Linked DNA regions of Ovis aries: regions 2 and 3 are each linked to region 1. A link is a contact called in public Hi-C data. All regions are on one chromosome and are shown on one strand. Each heading gives the region's core, a stretch centred on a gene start, on an enhancer-like site or on the middle of the called end of the contact. The rest is flanking DNA. Distances are from core to core; before and after follow the strand shown.

Region 1 (4,345 bases), core at 720-3,219:
CTGATGTGAAAAGTTGACCCATCTGAAAAGACCCTGATGCTGGGAAAGATTGAGGGCAGGAGGAGAAAGGGACGACAGAGGATGAGATGGCTGGATGGCATCACCAACTCAATGGACATGAGTTTGGGTGAACTCCAGGAGTTGGTGACGGACAGGGAGGCCTGGCATATTGTGGTTCATGGGGTCACAAAGAGTCAGACACAACTGAGTGACTAAACTGAACTGAATCAGAAAAGAAGGGAAATCTCTTCCTAACCTGGCAGTGCTAGTCCTTGTAGGCAGTGGCACAAGACATGTAAGGGTCCCTGGAGGAATAACCTCTGGAGCAACCTCTACCAACGCTGGTAATGGGCCCTAAGCCTGATACCCAACTGGAAGGAATTACTAACCATACCAGGAACCAACTCATAGAAAGGTACACCTGAACTAAATTTGGATTTTATTGCTTTCATTCCCCGCTTTGGCTGGAACAACAGTGTAATTAACATATTACTGATTTTGTAACTGAAAATTCGGTCCTCCTTCCCAATGCAGACTGAGGATAATGAGAAGGTTCTGAGGATAAAGGAAAACGAAATTTATTGATTTGACAGCAAATGAGGACAGTAGCAGACTAACTTCCTGAAAATTACCGTCCTGCCTTCTGGGGAGAAACCAAGAGTATTTAAGGAAAGTCTTGAGACTGGGGTTAAAAGGAACAAGCAAAACTAGCAAGAAGGCCCGCCAGCATTAATCAGTAACAAAAAATGCAAACTTAGTTCCCAGCAATGCAAGGGGAAGACAGGAAAAACAGTTTTAGAAATCATCTACCAAAACAGTTTTAACCTTTCGGCCCTTTTACAGTTTTACAGTTCAGGATGTTACTTCTTCATTAGTTTATTAAGAGACATTACCCGGTATACTAGTGACCTGGGAAATACTGTTATTATAAATTTTAATTTCTGCAGTGAGCCTCTATTTAAAAAAATTACTGTACTGGCAAAGACAATCTCAGTCTCTGAGCATAATTTACCCGGAAAAATGAGAATTTTGTTAAGGACTGCAGAGAAAGAGGAGCTAAGAAAGGTCTAGGACACCGTGATGGCTCGAAAGAGGTGGACAGAAATGGGCTCTACAGCCCAAATGGAGGGATGCGCCTAAGGCAGGAGGGAAGGGGAAAAACTTAAGGTCAAGTGGTAGAATGAGACATGAAGTTGAGCGAGTTAGTCAGGGCCTAGGTACACATTTGTCTGTGTACACAATTTGCTGAGTCCAACCCTCGTCAGGCACCGGGTTCTGTCAGGGCAGCAGCCAGACCCAGGTAACGCAAGCAGACAGAAAAGGAGGCTGGGACAGAGTGGGGAAAGGCCGCCGCGGTCAGGAGTGAGTCACGAATAAACAGCCGCGGGTAATCAGCCTACGAGCCCCACACGCCGTGAGCAGTGCCGGATGTGGAGACACTGAGCAGGGCGTCCCTTTCAGCCAATGGCCGCGCGGTCCGCCGTCCGACGGTGACCGGAGCGGTACCTGGGGAGAAAAGGCGGGAGGCCCATGAGGAGCGAGAAAGGACCACCCCTCCACGTCATTACGCGAGTTACCAGAGCAGTGTATCGGAGGGCCCGCGTCTCTTTCAGTTTCCCTTCCGCGGGTTAACTAATTCAGAGACACCACGCCTTCAACCTGTGGACCGCCTCATGCCGGAAGCTGCCCCCAGTAAAGATGGCGGACAGGCAACGAGGAAAAGCCTGAAGTAGGCGGGTAAGGAGGAGCCGGCAGAGGGCGGGCCGGGGCGTGTCGTGAAGGCCGAGGCCCGAATGGGCGTGGCCATCCGTCCCCACTGGGCTTTCGATCTATGAGGCTCACAAGCTGCAGCCAACCGAGTCCCTCCGTCGTCTCCTGGAGGCGGGTCACCACTGGCCCCGCCCCCGTCGGATCACTCCCTCTTGGAAGGTTATCACCTGAGTTTTCAAGATTTGACTTGGGTTGGGCCACTAACCTCCAGTCCCTCTGCGATGGAGGACGCGCAGGAGAACACCGCGGAGTCTGGTTCCTCCGTCCAGTGGTCCGAAGAGCCTGCTGGCTTGGCCAAGGTCCCCGAGGTGTCGCTTTCTGAGGAGTCGGAGGGCTGCACCCGGCCCCTGGAGGCGGCCCCCCCAAAACTCTGTGGATATTTAAGTAAGTTTGGTGGCAAGGGGCCCATCCGGGGCTGGAAGTCCCGCTGGTTCTTCTTCGACGAGAGGAAATGTCACCTGTATTATTCGCGGACCGCGCAGGATGCGAATCCGTTGGACAGCATCGACCTCTCCAGTGCGGTCTTTGACTGCAAGGCGGACGCCGAGGAGGGGACTTTCGAAATCAAGACTCCCAACCGGATAATTACCTTGAAGGTAAATGGAGCACTTTTTCCCCTTTTTGGCCGGGATGGGATCCAGGGCACCGCCGAGCACGGGTGGGTGCTCACAATAAACTTATCATAATCACCGACCCCGATCACCTCAGTGAACCCTGGGTGCCCAGGATTTTGTGCTTTTCAAAGCACATTCACACCCATTTCCTCATTAGGTTCCTGCAGTAAAGGCCGGGATGATGGACCTATATTACGGATCAAAAAACTGAGTCATAAAGGGGTAAAGGGACTGGTTTGAGTCACACCACTAAAAAGTAGTGTAGCCCACACTTGGAATCTCATAGCTTTCCTACCTCTCACTACCCTATCAACACTTTTAGGATACAGTCCATTGGGTTCCAAAACAGTGAGACAAGACTTAACCAGCTTAACAACAAAAAACTAGGCAGTTACCATAACTTCCATACTTAGGGCTGAAGTACAGTCAAGATACGAGCTTTGCAATCCTCTTTCAAGGCCTGGATTCTGAATTACTTTTCTTGATGTTGTAGCCAAGGGGAGTGAATGCTGAGAAAACATTGGCAGAGATTGGGAGATAAATACTTAGGTTCCACTGATCAACCTACATTGGTCATTGAAGCATATTCAAACCTATTTTCTCATCAGTAAGTTCTGTTTTATTATCATATTTAACTGGAAAAGCCTGAAGCATTGCAAAGACCATGTGCTTTGAAATCAGACAGGCTTGGATTCAAATTCTGCATCAGCTACTTACTAACTGTGTGGCTCTGGGCAAGTTAACCTCTTAGTACCTAGATAGTTTGTGAGACTAAAACAAGGTATGTAAGCACCTGGCACATCACAGGCCCCTGCAAGTTACTGAATTAATCTCAGCCTAGACTACTGCTGGCATCTAGTGGGGGCGCAATACATATTTGTTGACTGAACACACAAACTGACAGAACCAAGGTCAGAAAGTTCTTGTCAAGTGAAAGTGCCTAGAACTTAACTAGAAAGAAAGATTGGTGTGGGCTAGGAGTTCTGGAATTCACACTCAGAGAGCAGTGTGCCAGTGGATTGCTTCTCTCCCACCCCCACTTCCTGCCTATGGAGAATCTATTGAGCCCCTGGATATAGCTCACAGCTTTTAGTTGCACTTTAATGACTAGGCCAGTCTTGTGATCAGGCTGCAGTGGCGGGTGGGGGAGAGTCCATCAGGAGAAAACGATGGCCGAGCTGGGGCATCGGGGAAGGAGACTTATGCAGGTGGCTATGGATATGAGAGAGGAGTCAAGGATGGCTTTTGTAACTGGCTGACTGCCTGGTTGGGCCAGTCACTGACGGGAGGGAACCCCAGATGAGGAAACAACAGGACATGCAGTCTATGTCCCCTTGATAGATTCTTAAGTTTCAAGAGGAGAAGGGCCGTGTGGGCTCACCAGTATCTCCATTGCCTACCACAGTCCCTGACACATACCATAGATGCTCAATATACACATATCCAGAGAATTAATAAAATGGGATGTTTGGGTGTGAGTGGGAGTTTGTGAGCACAAGGTCATGGTGAAGCCCTGAAAGTAGCTAAGGTCTCTCAGGGAAAGCGCTGATATATAGAAAGAGAATGGTAGGCAGCGTTTTATCTGATTTGATCCCTCCATGGCAGGCTGAGAGCCCCTTTCATGGACCCCCCAGCCTTCTGCACACCTCACCAGTGGCCCTCTTGAGAAGAGGGCTTGCCCTGGTTGCTTGCTCATATTCTCACATGGCCTTGACTGTGGTCTTCTCTGTGAGGCTCACCTTCTAATCCTAGCAAGCTGCCCAGCTTCTGCAGCCCATCTGATCCCAGGCCTTCTCTCTGTAAGTCACAATCTCCTGGCGATAAATTATAACAGGTCTCTGGCTTAGAAGTGGGAGACCCGGGTTCTGGGACCAGCTCTACCACCACCTGCCTGGGCCACCTCACAGCTTTAGTTTCTCCAAGTTTCTCCATTTATAGAAGGGGCCAAGCACTCCTGCCCT
Region 2 (4,559 bases), core at 101-2,600, 160 kb after region 1:
TATACCTGAAACTAATACTATTGCAAATCAATTATACTTCAATGAAAAAATAAATAAAAATTTTAAATAAAAGTATTTCTTTTTTTGGCCACGTGGCACCCAGGATCTTAGTTTTCCAACCAGGGATCAAATCCACATCCCCTACAGTAGAAGCAGAGTCTTAACCACTGGACTGCCAGTGAAGTCCCCAAATAAAGTATCTTTATGATTCTGTAGGGTTCCATAAAAGCAGAGTTAGTCCTGAAAGAGTAAAAGAAAACCTAATTACGAATGACAGAACAGCTCTGGCTGAAGAGAAGTGAAAGGAAAAAAAGATTTAGTGAACTACCTCTAAACCAAGGAATCACAGTGCAGATCTTATGCTGGGGACTGGGTTTACAATGAAGAATGTGACAGGTCCCCCCTTCAGAGCACTCACAGTTTAACAAAGAGAGTTTAAACAGACCCTGACAATGCAATCCCATGGGAAAAATTACAAGAACCCAACTCTGAAAGGAGGAGTTGGAGAGAGCATCCAAGAGAAGAGGGGGCATGAGCGTTCATTAACATCGTATCTCTAGTAGCTAACATGCATTGAGTCCTATTTGCCAAGTACTGTACTAACAGTTTTACATCTTTACTTTATTCTCAAAATTCTATGAAGTAATTACAAGGAATGAGAGAGACAACGGCAACTTTCAGGAACTTCCTTGAAGTAATTCACTGTCGCAGAAAATGTCAGAGATTTAAAAAATGATAGGCTGAAAGAGGTCAGGTCATTAAAGTCTTGAAGACTTTATTAAAGGGTTTCGACTCTACAGTGGCAGTGCATAGCCACTGAAGGCTCATCGAATCTGTGTTTCAGAAAGATCATTCTGCCACCAGAAAGGGGGGAGAGAGGTCGGGTTAGGGGGCAATTGTAGTAATGCAAACAAATCAGGAGGGTGGCAAAGAGATGAAGAACAGGATTCGAAACATTTGGAAGTGAACCTGGAGAGCTGGACGCCAGGCCGGATGCAGGGCACCGAGAGGCAGAGCGAGGATGATTCGGGCTCTCCGCAGCCCCGCCCCACCCCTGTCCAGGCCGCTCTTCCTCCAGGCCCTTCCCTACCCCGCCCCCCGCCCCCGGGCTAGTGCCCGAGTTGTCTAGACTGTCCCCCTCACCTTAGCCATGAGGATCATGCGCTTGGCCACGTCCAGATCGCCCTGGTGGTTCTGGCCGATCTCGGCAATGATAAAACATGGATGCTGCCCGCCCACCCAGCGCCCAGGACACAGCTCCAGCTCCAGCGGCATGGTGGCAGCTCACGCTTCCCTGCTGCACCAGCAGTCAGGGGCCCGCCACCTCCTCGGTGGGTTAGGTCCGCAGCCCAGCGGGACCCACACACCGGCCCCGCCACGTCAGTCCTTGCCCGCCGGGCAGCCAACCCCCAAGCACGGCCTCGCTCCCGACAGCCAATCAGATTAGGGGGCGGAGCCACCCTCTAGGAGAGCGGTGCGGCGGAAAGAGGAAGTCCAGCAGCCTTGCCTGGAGCTTGGAGTATGGCTTACAGCCGAGAGCGTAACCTCTGACGGTCGTAGGGTGCGTGCATCGGTGAGCAAACATTTCCCTAAGGAGGCTGAAGGCTGGCTTCCTTGGGCGTGAAGAGAATGCGCCCTACGGTGTGATGGAAAGAATGAATTCTGGAGTTATAATTACAGAGCTGGTTGGCGCCCACCCCTGCTCTTGATCATGAATACCTTACCCTTCTGAGCTTTATTTTCCTCTTTCTCTGAACTGGAAAAATTATAGACTCTACATCCTAAGGTTCGTGACATAGCGTATAGATCACCGTGATCACAGTACTTGGACTGTAAGCTTTTGATAAGTGGTTGCTGGTCCTATTATATGAGAGGCAACAAGTTCAAAAAGTTCACTGACTTGTCCACAAGCTATCCAGAAAGCCGCGGTGGAGCTGGGACTAGGACCCTGGATTGCCTTCCAGCCTAGGGCTCTTGCAATACTCTGTCAGTTCAGTCGCTCAGTCGTGTCCGACTCCTTGCGACCCCATGAATCGCAGGCTCCCTGTCCATCACCAACTCCCGGAGTCTACCCAAACTCATGTCCATTGAGTCGGTGATGCCATCCAGCCATCTCATCCTCGGTCGTCCCCGTCTCCTCCTGCCCCCAATCTCTCCCAGCATCAGGGTCTTTTCCAATGAGTCAACTCTTCACATCAGGTGGCCAAAGTATTGAAGTTTCAGCTTCAGCATCAGTCTTTCCAATGAACACCCAGGGCTGATCTCCTTTAGGATGGACTGGTTGGATCTCCTTGCAGTCCAAGGGACTCTCAAGAGTCTTCTCCAACACCACACTTCAAAAGCATCAATTCTTTGGCGCCCAGCTTTCTTCACAGTCCAACTCTCACATCCATACATGACCACTGGAAAAACCATAGCCTTGACTAGACAGACCTTTGTTCGCAAGTAATGTCTCTGCTTTGAATATGCTATCTAGGTTGGTCATAACTTTCCTTCCAAGGAGTAAGCATCTTCTAATTTCATGGCTACAGTCACCATCTGCAGTGATTTTGGAGACCCCCTAAATAAAGTCTGACACTGTTTCCACTGTTTCCCCATCTATTTCCCATGAAGTGATGGGACCAGATGCCATGATCTTAGTTTTCTGAATGTTGAGCTTTAAGCCAACTTTTTCACTCTCCTCTTTCACTTTCATCAAGAGGCTTTCGAGTTCCTCTTCACTTTCTGCCATAAGGGTGGTGTCATCTGCATATCTGAGGTTATTGATATTTCTCCCGGCAATCTTGATTCCAGCTTGTGTTTCTTCCAGCCCAGCATTTCTCATGATGTACCCTGCATATAAGTTAAATAAGCAGGGTGACAATATACAGCCTTGACGTACTCCTTTTCCTATTTGGAACCAGTCTGTAGTTCCATGTCCAGTTCTAACTGTTGCTTTCTGACCTGCATATAAGTTTCTCAAGAGGCAGGTCAGGTGGTCTGTATTCCCATCTCTTTCAGAATTTTCCAGTTTATTGTGATCCACATAGTCAAAGGCTTTGGCATAGTCAATAAAGCAGAAACAGATGTTTTTCTGGAACTCTAGCTTTTTCAATGATCCAGCAGATGTTGGCAATTTGATCTCTGGTTCCTCTGCCTTTTCTAAAACCAGCTTGAACATCTGGAAGTTCATGGTTCACTTATTGCAATACCCTATACTGAGTTGCAACAAAACTGAGAAATAAGTTTGAAGGAAAAAGCAAACTTGATTCTCTGCTTGACTTCCAGAACTAATGAGCAAAGTAACAACAACGGAAGGGAGAGGAAGAGGCACTTCTGGATGGAAGGGAGAAGGGTAGGTTTGGGACACTTGGTATAAATATGCAGGTGAGGGACTTCCCTGGTGGTCCAGTGGCTAAGACCAGGCTTCTAATGCAGGGGCCCCAGGTTCAATTCCTGGTTAGGGAACTAGATCCCACACACTGCAACTAAAGATCCCACATGCTTCAACAGAAGATTGAAGGTCCCACGAGGCATAGACAAAGTAAATAAATATTAAAAAATAAATATACAGGTGAAACTGTTCATTAGGTAGGAGGAGAGGCAGTTCTGAGGCTCAGTGTGGGTCTGGGCTGGAGATAGAAATCCAGAAGCCATTCTGAGTGAGGAAAGACTGACTAGGTAGACTCCTGAAGGAGAGAGTGTACAGAGGACTGAGCAGTGGAGGACTGAGCCTTGTGCAGCTGCCCTGAAAGGACAGAGAAGCAGGGTGTGTCCTGAGGAGAGACCCACAGAGCTGAAGGCCCAGAGCAGTGCATGAGAATGAGGAGCAAGAACTCGGTGGGGAACATGGGAGCAGGGGGAATGCTAGAGAAAACAGATTTGGTGGCCAAGGGATGATGGAAAAACAGAGGAGGCAAAATGGATCTTTTCTTGAAAAAGTTCAGTTGTTAAAAGAGACGGAAGGGGCTTCCTGGTAGCTCAGTGGTAATGAATCTGCCTGCCAGTGCAGGAGACACAGGTTCCATCCCTGGTCTGGGCAGATCCCACATTCCTCGGAGCAACTAAGCCCATAGGCCACAACTCCTGAGCCTGTGCTCTACAGCCCAGGAACCACAGCTCCTGAGCCCATGATCCAAAGCTACTGAAGTCCATGCACCCTAGATGCTGTGTTCTGCAACAAGAGAAGCCACTGCCATGAGAAGCCCACTCGCTGCAATTAGAGAAAAGCCTGCACAGCAGTGAAGACCCAGCACAGCCACACATAAATAGATACAACTTTATATTTTTTAAAAAGCAGCTGGAAAATGGGCTGCGGTGGGGGCAGCTGTCCTAAAGTTAAGGGGTTCCAAAGAAGTGCACATTTGGAAGCAGGAAGTGGGTGTGGGTCAGAGTGTGACCCTGAAGGGTGCCTATAGATGGAGTAACTGAGAACCTTGAGAGCAGCAGGCTCTTCGGCCACTTGACACCAGAGCAGGTCTTCAGTGGCTGGGGTTGAGGAGCTTGGATGGACAGCAAGAAAGTAACCAAGGAACAAGGAGATTGCAACGGGGTTCATTCATCTGCAATACGTCTAGACT
Region 3 (4,585 bases), core at 1,729-4,228, 260 kb after region 1:
TTAGTTATTTAATAATTTTAACAATTCTTATCATTCTAGGACTTCTTTAAAGATATTTTGGAGTGATGTATGTACTTGCATATTTGAATTTTGATTTTCTATTTTTACTTTTAAAATATTGTAATTGTGCAAAATGTACATTAAATCATTAGTACATATTTAACTGTGTGGATAGCATCATGGTAAGCACTATGAGGGGCAGAAGACCTATAACACATAGTCCTTACCTACTAGGAGTTTAATCTAGTCTTGTGGAGGAAGAAAACAGAAAACAAATATTGCAAAAGAAGAGAGTAATGCTAATACTCTTTGGATAGAAGATACAACCAAGGAATACTCACGTTTTTGCCAGAGTGACTTGAAAAAATTACACGAGTGGAGCCTTGAAAGTTAGAGAAGATTTGTATTATAGGTGAGGATAGCAGCTTTATTGTTTGTGACACAAAGAAGGGTGAATTCAAGATATGTTCAAGAACTGCATGCAATGTACTACAGTTAATGCAGGGTCCATGTGGAATAGCAGAATTAAAGTTTGGGGAGAATCCATCTAGCCCTACCTTGGGCTTACCCTCCTCTCATTGTGGGTGTAATGGTTGTTCTTTAAAATGCATGAATCTTATGATATTAAATCTAATATGATGTGTGATAAGATCCAAAGCTTTAATTGATTTTCAGAAGAATCCTTCACTCAAATGAAAGATTAAGAATCATTATACTGGGACACCCCTGGTGGTTCAGTGACTAAGAATCCGCCTTCCAGTGTAGGGGACACAGTTTGATCCCTGGTCAGGGAATTAAGATCCCATATGCCACGGGGTATCTAAGTCTGAACACCACAACAAAGATCCTCCGGGCTGCAACTAAGAAAAAAAAAAAAAGAATCATTATATGGAGGAGTGTTTCTCAAAGTGTAGGCAGATACCTACTTTGAATCATTTAGGGTTTGGTTTTTTTTTAAGGCAGATTCTTAGATCCTACCTCTAGAGAAAAGATTGTATCATAAACTACAAATAATCACATATAATTGTTATTTATATAATCATATATCCTCTAGACAGGGTAATAAAAATTGCAAATCATATAATGAAAGTGCTACATATTTAAGTTCCTGCTTTCCATAAAGAGAACTTTTTCCTTTAAATCAAGTAACAATCTACTTCATCAGTGTCTCCAAGTCTGCTATGCATTTCAGAACATGTCACACTTGGTATCGTATTTTTGGCGTGACTTTCATTGTATATGATATCTAAGGCCAAGAAGGCAAATACCTCTTTTGGGCCACAAAGCGACTATCACTTTTAGCAACACCCCCATCTAGTGGAAAATTGCAGCCATTACGGCCCCAGTTTTACATCGTGCAAAGAGCTCAACAGTTCTCAACTTACTTTTGTTTCATAGCTGCCCAGAACTGTTCCCTCATGAAAACAGAATAAAGGTATTCTTTTTCAAATTTCACGTGGAAAAAACCTATCAGAGGACATGTAGGGTTATGAACTTTATCACTTTTAAAAGTTTTTGTTTTAAAACCCACAATCCTCTCTTTAAATCTTTGACTCCTTCTGATGGTTATTTTCTGATGGTGGTCTATTAGTTAATGACAAATGAACATGTTTAGGATCAGCTTTTCATGGTTGTTAAACTTTTAAATCTGTGGAGTTTTACGATCTTGAATAATTTGTTTTGCAAGCAATATGTCTCTCTCCCTCCCCTAGCCCAAGAAAAAATAGGATAAAAAACTCAGAAGCAGAATTAAGTATACAGAGAAACTTTATAAATATACAGGTGGGAGACGAGGTTACAAGTAAGTAGGTAAGAGGCCTTGGTGGCTTAGATGGTTAAGAATCTGCCTGCAATGCAGGAGACCTGGGTTCAGTACCTGGGTGGGGAAGATGACCTAGAGAAGGGAATGGCTACCCACTCCAGCATTCTTGCCTGGAGAATTCCATAGGCAGAAGAGCCTGTCGGGCTACAGTCCATGAGGTCACAGAGTCGGACACAACTGAGCGACTAACACACGCACACACGTGAGAGGCCAGGCTAGCGCTGCAGGGGTAACTGGTATTGCAGGTGCTGAAAACTGATTCTTGTAGGCCCTCAACTTTTTAGAGCTTCCCCCAAACAACCACTACAATCCCAATGTATATGGCCGTTGACTCAGTTTCATTCTCACTTCAGTTCTCGTGAGGTATGGAGCACAAGGAATAGTCCCCACTTCTTATCTCTACCTAGTCTGGTGTAGAGCTACACATCCATTAGATTTGAAACGAGGTTTATTTGGGTTTCTTTTCTGACTAAACATCCTTTTTATTATGGAAAAATTGGGAGCATACAGAGAAGTATAAACGACCATCTGTGTATTCCCACTACTCAAGAAGTATTAACGTTTTCTTAACATCCCGTCATCTCGCTATGTGATAACTGTATATACATATTCTTTTTATTTAAAAATTAGCATCATGCGTTGGATGAGTAGGTTGCTTATTATTTCCAGTATCTTTATGCATAAACCTTCATCAACTTGTTCTCAATGGAAAGGGCGATAAGTGAAGTGAAGTCGTTCAGTCGTGTCCGACTCTTTGCCACCCCGCGGACTGTAGCCCGCCAGGCTCCTTAGTCCATGGGACTCTCCAGGCAAGAATACTGGAGTGGGTTGCCATTTCCTTCTCCAGGGGAATCTTCCCAACCCAGGGATCGAACCGGGGTCTCCTGCATTGCAGGCAGATGCTCTATCCTCTGAGCCACCAGGGAAGGCCGAAAGGGCGGTAACTTGTACCCTAAAACTGAAGCGGGTCCGTGAGAGACAGCACAAGACAGATGCAGAAGCGGAATAAGGCCTCCAACCTCTAACCGCCACCTAGTGGTAGCCTCTGACATCCCCCGCCCGCAGCCTCAATCCCCTAACGCCCCCGCCCTGCGCGTGCTCAATCTTGGCGCCATCCGCCGGCACAGCTACTACGCAGGCGCCAGGTAGGGAAACCGGAAGCGGAAGGTTTGAACGCGTTGGGTGGGCTCCTGTGTGACCCGTAGCCATGCGCGACTTGAAAGAGTCCGGGCCTCGCGCCACAGCGACCCCGTGCGGGTGTGTGAAGCCGGCTCTGGAGACAGGTAACTTCTAAGAGGCTGGCGGTTCTGCGCGCGTTAAGACCTCCAGGAACAGGGAACCGTTTTCACTGCAGAGGGGGGACGGGACTTGCGAGACCTTGAATAGACCAGGGTCGTTTTTTCGTATTTATTGCGAAGTTATGGATCATGTGCTCAGGCGACCACGTGATGTGTCTGAGGTGAGCGGGATGATGTCATCTCTTTGCTCTTTGGTGGCTAAGGTTGGCAAGGTCTTGGCGGAACAGCCACGTGCACTAAGAACTACTGTGTACTGTGACCCCAGGCACTCCCTTTATTGCTTAAAACTAGTTCGTTTCATGTATTGTGTTGTTTTCCATTAAAAGCATCTTATATGCAACCCGTGTCCTTATCTTTTATTCTTTGCCTTGTATTTCACACTCCATCAAACTGTTTTGTTCCCTTCTTATGCTAGAAAATTTGTCATTTAACTTTGTGCACCTTATTCTCTCTATTTGAAATACTCCATAGTCCTGACCAAGGTCGCATACATAGTTATGGTAGCATAGAATTTGAATTATAGTAAGTCTTCTAAACATGAATTTTTCCTTTCACCCATGTCCTTTCCAGTTTATTATCTAAAAGGATATAACAATGCATATGTAATGATGAGGATATTTATATGTACTTATGAATGTCAGACACGGCTGAGTGACTGAACTGAACTGAACTGATGAATGTTTTAAGAGTCTTGTTTTATAGTTGCGTAACATCTGGTGTGCTGTTGGTCCATGGGGTTGCAAAGAGTCGGACATGACTGAGTGACTGAACTGAACTGAACATCGGGTAGAGGCTTCCCTGGTGGCTCAGTGGTAAAGAATACACCTGCCAAGGCAGGAGACGCAGATTGGATCCCTGGGTCAGGAAGATCCCCTGGAGTACGAAATGGCAACCCACTCCAGTATTCTTGCCTGGAAAATTCCACGGACAGAGAAGCCTGGCCAACTATAGTCTGGGGCATCACAAAGTTGGACAGCTATAGTCTGGGGTGTCACAAAGTTGGACAAGACTGAGCATACACGCATGTAGGAAATATCTGGTAGATTTTAAAACTATGAAGTCATTGGGTTAAAGAAAACACGTCTTCCTACATCTTTTCTTGACCTTTTTTTTGTTGTTATTTTTGCCTGCTTGGAAAAGAAAAATAATCATGGTGGGTTTTAATACATTGTGTTAACACTATTTTGTAGGAAATTGTGACTTCTCTTTAAATAATTTTTCTATTATATTTTATTTTTAAAATTTTTCATTGAAATATAGTAGATATATAATGTATTAGTTTCAGGTGTACAGCAAACTGATTCAGTTATATGTATGTGTGTATTCTTTTTATATATTCTCTTTATAATAACCATTATAGGTTATAAGATATTGAGTATAGTTTTCCAGGCTGTACAGTAGGTCATTTTTGGCTGTTTTATGTAAAATAGTGTGTATATGTTAAGCCCAAACTCCTACTTTATCC

Evidence for each region. A called contact is a pair of places that touch in the nucleus more often than the background predicts.
Region 2: a Hi-C map of liver shows a contact between it and region 1, with 5 times the contacts expected there. The contact joins the promoter of NANS here to the promoter of TBC1D2 in region 1. A contact is called at or near these places in 9 of 16 Hi-C or Micro-C datasets (blood, liver, mesenteric adipose tissue and 3 more).
Region 3: a Hi-C map of tail adipose tissue shows a contact between it and region 1, with 4 times the contacts expected there. The contact joins the promoter of TRMO here to the promoter of TBC1D2 in region 1. A contact is called at or near these places in 7 of 16 Hi-C or Micro-C datasets (blood, liver, mixed tissues and 3 more).

Annotation. Positions count from the first base shown.
Region 1 is chr2:49,516,988-49,521,332 of ARS-UI_Ramb_v3.0, forward strand. TBC1D2 (TBC1 domain family member 2) reads left to right here and starts at 1,970. Exons shown (of 13, transcript XM_004004228.5): 1 at 1,970-2,366. The coding sequence starts at 1,992.
Region 2 is chr2:49,681,786-49,686,344 of ARS-UI_Ramb_v3.0, forward strand. NANS (N-acetylneuraminate synthase) reads right to left here and starts at 1,351. Exons shown (of 6, transcript XM_004005271.5): 1 at 1,144-1,351. The coding sequence starts at 1,275.
Region 3 is chr2:49,771,434-49,776,018 of ARS-UI_Ramb_v3.0, forward strand. It overlaps TRMO (tRNA methyltransferase O), which reads left to right and starts at 2,979. Exons shown (of 5, transcript XM_042243215.1): 1 at 2,979-3,105. The coding sequence starts at 3,030. It overlaps HEMGN (hemogen), which reads left to right. Exons shown (of 4, transcript XM_027963903.3): 4 at 1-651.